Linked DNA regions of Mus musculus: region 2 is linked to region 1. Evidence: chromatin contacts called from public HiChIP or PLAC-seq data. All regions are on one chromosome and are shown on one strand. The core of a region is the stretch at or near the end of the contact, and the rest is flanking DNA. Distances in the headings are between cores, read along the strand shown. Region 1 overlaps Cadm1 (cell adhesion molecule 1). Region 2 overlaps Gm51672 (a long non-coding RNA gene).

The links. HiChIP or PLAC-seq counts read pairs in DNA pulled down with a chosen protein or histone mark.
Region 2: an H3K4me3 HiChIP or PLAC-seq map of bone marrow-derived macrophages shows a contact between it and region 1, with 6 times the contacts expected there. The contact joins two enhancer-like sites. A contact is called at or near these places in 2 of 484 Hi-C or Micro-C datasets (the HL-1 cell line and epidermal suprabasal cells) and 4 of 115 datasets of contacts at active chromatin or transcription factors (bone marrow-derived macrophages, embryonic basal ganglia, embryonic forebrain and 1 more).

Annotation. Positions count from the first base shown.
Region 1 is chr9:47,742,618-47,745,947 of GRCm38.p6, forward strand. All of the region lies in intron 1 of Cadm1 (cell adhesion molecule 1), which reads left to right. Among named protein-coding and RNA genes, the nearest start is that of Gm10677, 74 kb to the right of the region's middle. Within about 2 kb of position 1,659, at least 21 of the 459 cell types and tissues checked have an H3K27ac peak or open chromatin away from gene starts, as enhancers often do. A contact at or near this core is called in bone marrow-derived macrophages, where this site is marked.
Region 2 is chr9:48,265,512-48,268,749 of GRCm38.p6, forward strand. Gm51672 (a long non-coding RNA gene) reads right to left here. Exons shown (of 4, transcript XR_003948154.1): 4 at 1-3,238. It also overlaps a transcript of Nxpe4 not described here. Among named protein-coding and RNA genes, the nearest start is that of Gm51672, 17 kb to the right of the region's middle. Within about 2 kb of position 1,815, at least 146 of the 459 cell types and tissues checked have an H3K27ac peak or open chromatin away from gene starts, as enhancers often do. A contact at or near this core is called in bone marrow-derived macrophages, where this site is marked.

The DNA.
Region 1 (3,330 bases), core at 409-2,908:
TAAATTTAAACTAGGTCCCTTCCATCACTTCTCGGCCATTTACCTATGATCAAGTATAAATAAGCCAGTCCCACGTGAGCTTGCTTTTCTTCTTTCCCTCTCATCCTTTCTTCTGTCCTTTCTTCTTCCCCCTTTCCTTCCTCTCTTCCTTCTGTCTGTCGTAACTTTCATTAGAATAGGAAGAACTAGTAATGGGATCATCCCTGTAGATCCAGTATCTCCAGCCTCCTGCCTCCTTGTTTTCTGAGCTGGAAGATCAACATAAAATCCCAAGAAGAAAAGCCTTGTTTCAAGATTCCAGCTCCTCCCTTTGTGGAGTGCCATTCGTTAACTTAGCCAGCACACTGTCACTGCCTCTCTTTGGCATTTTGGTCTTCAGTCTAACTAAGAGCCAAAAGGCAAGACAATATTTCAGAGAGGCAACGATTAGGAGAAGGGGTCTGGGAGAGAACTACTTCTCTTTTATTGATCTTGTGAAAATTGTTTGAAGAATGATTCAGCATTTTGGGGTCTAAAAATAACAGCTTGGAGTGGCTTTTCAATTAGGGGGATATACTTTCTCTGAAAGGTTCTGTTGATCCTTAAATGGACTCTCCCTCCTTCCTTCCAAGGCTCTTTAATGAGTGGTGATGTGACAGGAGGGACAGCAACCTCCCTGACACCCTTACTTTCCTTCCCTCTCTGTCTAGGAGGCTGAGGCTCCAACAGAGCTGATGGGCAAAATTGTTGCTTAGTTGGGAAAAGGTAGTTTTATTAAGACTGGCACCATCAGAGCATAATGAGTTGGATTCCACCAGAATGCATGTTTTATCCCACTTAGCTTTTGTCTCAACCAGGAATTCCACATGGCCACCACTGGCTTTGAATCGACATTTGCAGGTACATGGACATAGGACCAAAGTCCAGACTGCCATCTTTAATAATAAGAGTCTTGCTTCAAGATTCTCTTAGTAGTCGGGTCACTGTGTTTAAATTACTTTTAAAATGCATATAATGTTGAGTATTGCATATAAGCTGAACACTCCTGACCTTGGCAAAATGGCTATAGGTGTTTAGTGACCTAAGGAAAGTAGGATTTGGTTTGTTACTTGGCTGTGGAGGTGTTGGTCTGCAGGAAAGGGTTATAATATAACCCTGTGTTAGCTCTTGGTGACTATATAGTATATCGAATGAGCAAACTTGTCTAGTTGCAAAATAAACTTTTCAGTAGTCTAGTAACAGATTTTAAGTTTACTCACAAAGAAAAGCTTTTTATACATATCTCAAATGTCAGAAGGCCAGCTGGAGATGTGGGGACAGCTAGTGGAGCCATGGGGACAGCTAGTGGAGGCATGGGGACAGCTAGTGGAGCTGTGGGGTGGATCATGGGTTTTGGTTGTTGTTCTGCTTTTGGTTTTGGTTTTTCCTGATGCTCTTGACCCGAATCTGTGACGTTAGAGATCACATGTGCTGCTCTCTTGTAAATTGCCTCTTTTCTCCTTACTAGAATGTTTTCTATAATAACCATATAAATGAAAGATACAGAGGCCATGAGACATGAACCAGCACCTATGCAGTCACTACATCGGAGCAGATGTTGGGTGTCAAGGCTGGTACTGAGTTCTGGGCAGCTCTGATGAGTAACAGGGACTCAGCACTGCAGAGTGCTGGTGACTAGAGACTTGCAGAGGCCCAGAGGGAGGGGCTTCTCTAACTGCTGAGTCCTGAGGGCACTTCCCCAACAACCTACATGCTGTGCTCTTGTATAAATTTTTGCTCTTGTATTTTATTTTTCTTTGCTCATTTGTCAGTTAAAAGGTGAGACTATTAACCCCATTTCATATTTTTGATCCTTCCGTTCCAGATAAAATATGTGGAAACATGCAAGTCACTTAGTGAGTGAAGCTCTTCCTCATATGTCCATCCAAAGTTATGTATTCTACCCACCTGCCATCACCAATGCTATGCTTGTAGCTCCCTACCAGTGACCTCATATGTCACCCCTCACCCTCTAGGTGACATTAAGCCAGCTGGGAAACTCATTGCTTCAGTTTCCTCCCCTGTAAAAAGAAGCTAGGAATACTGCCACCTTGTTGGGCTATCCATGAGGACATAGCAACTAAGCATCCCACGTGTATCAGACAGTCCCTAAGAGTCAGGTGGTACAACACGTGTTACGATATATGAATGAAGCTGCTTTCTCACCTTTAACATTATAAATTGCATTCACAATAGTCTTTGCTGTTAATTACAGTGAGTTCTATGGTGTTTGATCTGATGGTAAACCCGCAAGGTAAGATGATCCTCTCCTGAGCCTCTGGACTGCATAAATCAGGGGGTTGCCAGTTTGGTTTCTGATGCCTTGGCATTGACTGATCAACATTTGGTTCATTGGTGAGCATTTAAGAACCACCAGTGAGAGCACAAGAAATTAGCAATCCTTCATACTGTCAGGAAGCATTGAGATTGAGCTGTCAGGGGCCGAGGGTGAATGCTTCATTGGACTGAGCCACCCAATTGCTTGGGTTCTTTGTCTTTCTTGGCGTTCTTGGACAGAGTCCATTGAACTAGGAAGCAAGGACTTTGGTCATTCCATTTAATAGAAATGAACTTAAAAAATCCAGGGCTAACCACTTAGACATATTAAAAATAGGAGAACATTAGTTATTGATTAAACGCCTTTAAATATAAATCAGAACAGTACTGAGGCACAAAGTAGTATAGACCGTCAACTTTCATGTACAACGTTAACCATGCTTTTTGAGAGTTAGAAAAAAAATTCTTTTTTTTTTTTTTTTTTTTTTTTTAATTCATCACCATGGCTGTATTTATGAGGTACAGGGGCAGAAGTGACAGAAGAAAATGAGAAATGGAACATTTGGAGTGCACTTAGTAACAAAAACCTAAACTTTTGTGACTGTGTTTTATTGTTGTGTTGGTTCTTTTTTTTTTTTTCTTTCTTTCTTTCTTATTTTTTACTCTGTTTTCCTTTATGTTTAAACAAGCCTTGTTTGACTGACTCTAACCTTTAAGTAATTGGGAAGCGGGAGGAGGGAGATTGACATTAACATCTGTTGAAAGATGGAGAGAAGGAGCAGTATTCAGCCAGTTGGTCAGACAATTGTCCCCTCTTTTGCTGCGTAGAAATTACTTTTGTGTAGAAACGACTTCTCCTTAACTGGCAGCATTGTCAGTTAGTGGTATTAAATGACTCACATCGCTTCCTATTGTTAATAATGAGTCAACTCTTGGCCCTGACACAGTTGACCCATTTCTAGGAGTAGAAAGTCGTCTAACTACAAATACTCTGACCATCCATGTCCACTCTACTGCTGCTTCCTGCTCTAAGAC
Region 2 (3,238 bases), core at 565-3,064, 520 kb after region 1:
AGTAGAACTTGGCAATGTAAAAATTAATACTAATTAGACTCTTTGTCCCCTCCCCCAAACATTTAATTAGCATGCATTAAGTAATCAATCATTAAATCTATGTGAAATTAATTTGTTCTGAGATCTTTACACATATATGCTCAATTTGCAAGTGGCATGGTGAACTCCTCCCAATTTTAATTAATTAGAGCTGGCATTGGAGATGGAATATTTATTTATGGACCAGGTGCAATTAAGGAAGAAGGGCTATGCTCACCGAGAGAATGCCAAGAATACTGCAGCGTGTGAGTGCGGCTGACACTTAGAATCCCAGAGCAGTTTAAACCCCAAGAGTCACTTCCTTCAGACTATCACAGAGGATCTAGGATAGCCGAAATCTGAAGCTATGTGCTTTTCTCAATTTTTTGAAAAGCTAACAGAGATGCTAGATTTTGTCTTGATAAGACTGCACTGGCTAGATAAACTATCGGACTGTTGCTCTGCCTTTGGCTGGGATTATGTTCATTCTTTATGATAATGTTGGTTATCTTCTCCTGACCAGATGCCCCAATTATCAGTCAGCTCTGTCTTTCATGAAAAGCAGGAAATAATTTTATTTTAATCATCGAGTTTATTTGGTCTAAGAGATTTCTCTGGAAACAAAGGGAAAGGGCGGGGCACTAAGGGAATTGATAATGGAAAGCCTTAAAAAGAAAAGATAGAAAAGCCCTGTTCTTGCCCCAACCCTAACAAAGAGGAAGATTGCCCAAGTGATTGTGCCAAGTTCACACCATGACTTATTAAAAGTAATTAACAGCAGTCTTTCTGGTTCATCAAAGGTTACTTGAGGAATAAATTTCGTAAGTTAAAAAGTGGAAGATCCCTGGAGACACTAAGTCTCAAGCAAGAAAGTCACTCAGAGGCTGATGTGTACTATCCAGGGAGGGTGGTGGTGGCTGGTGTCTCTCCGGGATGGATGGAGAGATCCATCGGAGGCACACCGTCACCAAGTCTCGGTGTCTGAGGGGTCCTGGCTTGCTCACCCCTATGGTAGGAAAGAAGGGATGATCAGAAATGACCTTTAGGTTTTTGAGTGGCAATTGAAAGGTGCTGTTTGCTGAGGAAGAGAGCCAGAGAGGAGAAACAATGTCGACGCAAATATTATAAAAATCGCCTCAGGAGACCTTGGAAGTCAGAGATTCTAAGATTTACTCCTGTCCCAAGGGTCTCCGGGATGTTTGTAAAGCCAAGGACAGAAAAGGACAAGGGAGTTCGCCCAGCTGGGTACCAGGCTTTGTGCCTGCGGTGGGAGATCTCTGCCCAAGGCAGACGCCAGGGGTCAGTGCAGGCCCAGCATCCCCAACTGGAGCGCCGCCGAGGTCTCCCGCCTTCAGAGCGTGTTCATTACGGAAAGAATTTAAGAGAACTCTAAACGGCAGATTCGTTTATGATAGCGGCATTTACAGGCAGTTGTAATTATAGTGTATGGAAAACAATTATTCCCTCCTAAAATTGCTCTTTTAATTTTCTCTTATTTGTCCCACAGTGAATGTTAAATAAGCCTCATTGCTTTGCAGACTGCATGGGATATGTGCACAGAGAGAAGCTCCAAAGAATCTGTTACGAACCACACACCACGCTAACCTGCCCAGGCGCGCTCACACACGTGCACACGCGTCCCTTGTACACTTGACTGGCAAGCTCTGCCGAGCACACTGGTCCAGCCTGAGGCTTCCCACCACAGTCCCATTCCATGAGCAGCTCAGGGACGTCACGTGGAAAGCTCCTCTCCACCCATTAGAACATCCACTGGGCGGTCCTCAGGAGCCACTGCTCTCTGAACCGTTCTTCTCCCTCCAGCGTCCCCGGACATGCCTGGTAGCTCCAAACTGTATTGCACCGTGTTCCTGGGTCAGACATTATTGCTCAACAAACTTTCATCAACTCCGTTGTTTACGATCCTTAGCGGCAAAGTCCTTTGTACTTACCAGTCTCCAAAGTTTGGCCAGTGAGAAAACAGTTCCTGGCTGTATATCCTGGCTATAGCTCAGGATAGTGCTTTCCCGGGGACAATCGCAAATTGAATACCTTCCCCAAAAATGCTAGTTTGCAAAGTGCGGTGTTTTCATATTCCAACCCCTACCAAAGAAAGTGGAAAAGTCAGGTTCCAGAGCTGAATGTGTCTTTTGGAGACTTCTGCTACATTCAAGCGCCTTGGCCAAAATGTGCTGCATTTCAAAGCGTCTTGGGACTTTAGAGAGGTTTCAAAGACAAGGGGCTCAGCAGAGGTCTCCAACTGTCCTTGATGAGAGAATAGACGTCTTTAGACTCAGACTGTGGGGCAGATGGCTGGGGATGGGAGACAAAACACATCTTCTCAGTCAAAGACCAACGACCTTTAATAAAAGAATTAGGCGGTGACATTACATAGGTTCTCGGGCCATCTTGGAGTGATTAATGTTGGTGGATGGAGGCCAAGCTCTATTAGGAAAGGATGTGGAAGGCAGCCTCCTTGATTAAAAAGTTTGCGTTGGAGAGGGGACTGTTTGCAGTTTTAGAGAAGTGTTACTTTTAATTGGTTGTCTTGGCCTGGAAATGGTCTTGATTGTTATAAAGCTCTCTCTGTTCACAGGAGGAGAGAGAGCAGGAGGAAGGAATTTCATATGAGGGACAGGAAAAATGAAAATGAAAAGGATGCTGGTGCCAAGTGAGCCTTCTGTTGGTGCTGGATGTTGGCAGACTGGACTCTTCTCTAGTCATCCATATTCTCTCTGTCTTGGCTTGAATGCTTAAGGGACTTCTGAATCTCTTTGTTTCCTGTTTTTACCACAAATGTATGAAATAGTCCTGAGAGTGCCTGCCACTTCTTATCTTAGTGGTCTTTTTGTTTTAGGTTTTTGGGTTTTTTTTTTTTTTTAACCTGTTAGGGCTGCTGTAACAAAGCACCAGAGGCTGGGAAGCTTACACACAATAAGAAGTTTACTTCTCACAGTTCTGGAGCCTGAGAAGTCTGAGATCATAGATGCTACCACATTCATTGTCTGGCTCCTTATAGTCAGTGCTTTCTCTCTGTGTTCTCACAGGGCAGGGAGACCAGCAAGCTTCCTGGCTCTGTGGTACAATCCCATTCTTTCACGAGGGTACTAATCCCACTCACAAGGGGTTTCCACTCAAGACACAATCATCTCCAGATACTGTCAAATAGGTGTTCATGTTTCAACACAGGAGTGTGTAGCCACGAGGCTGAGGGACCCAGAGT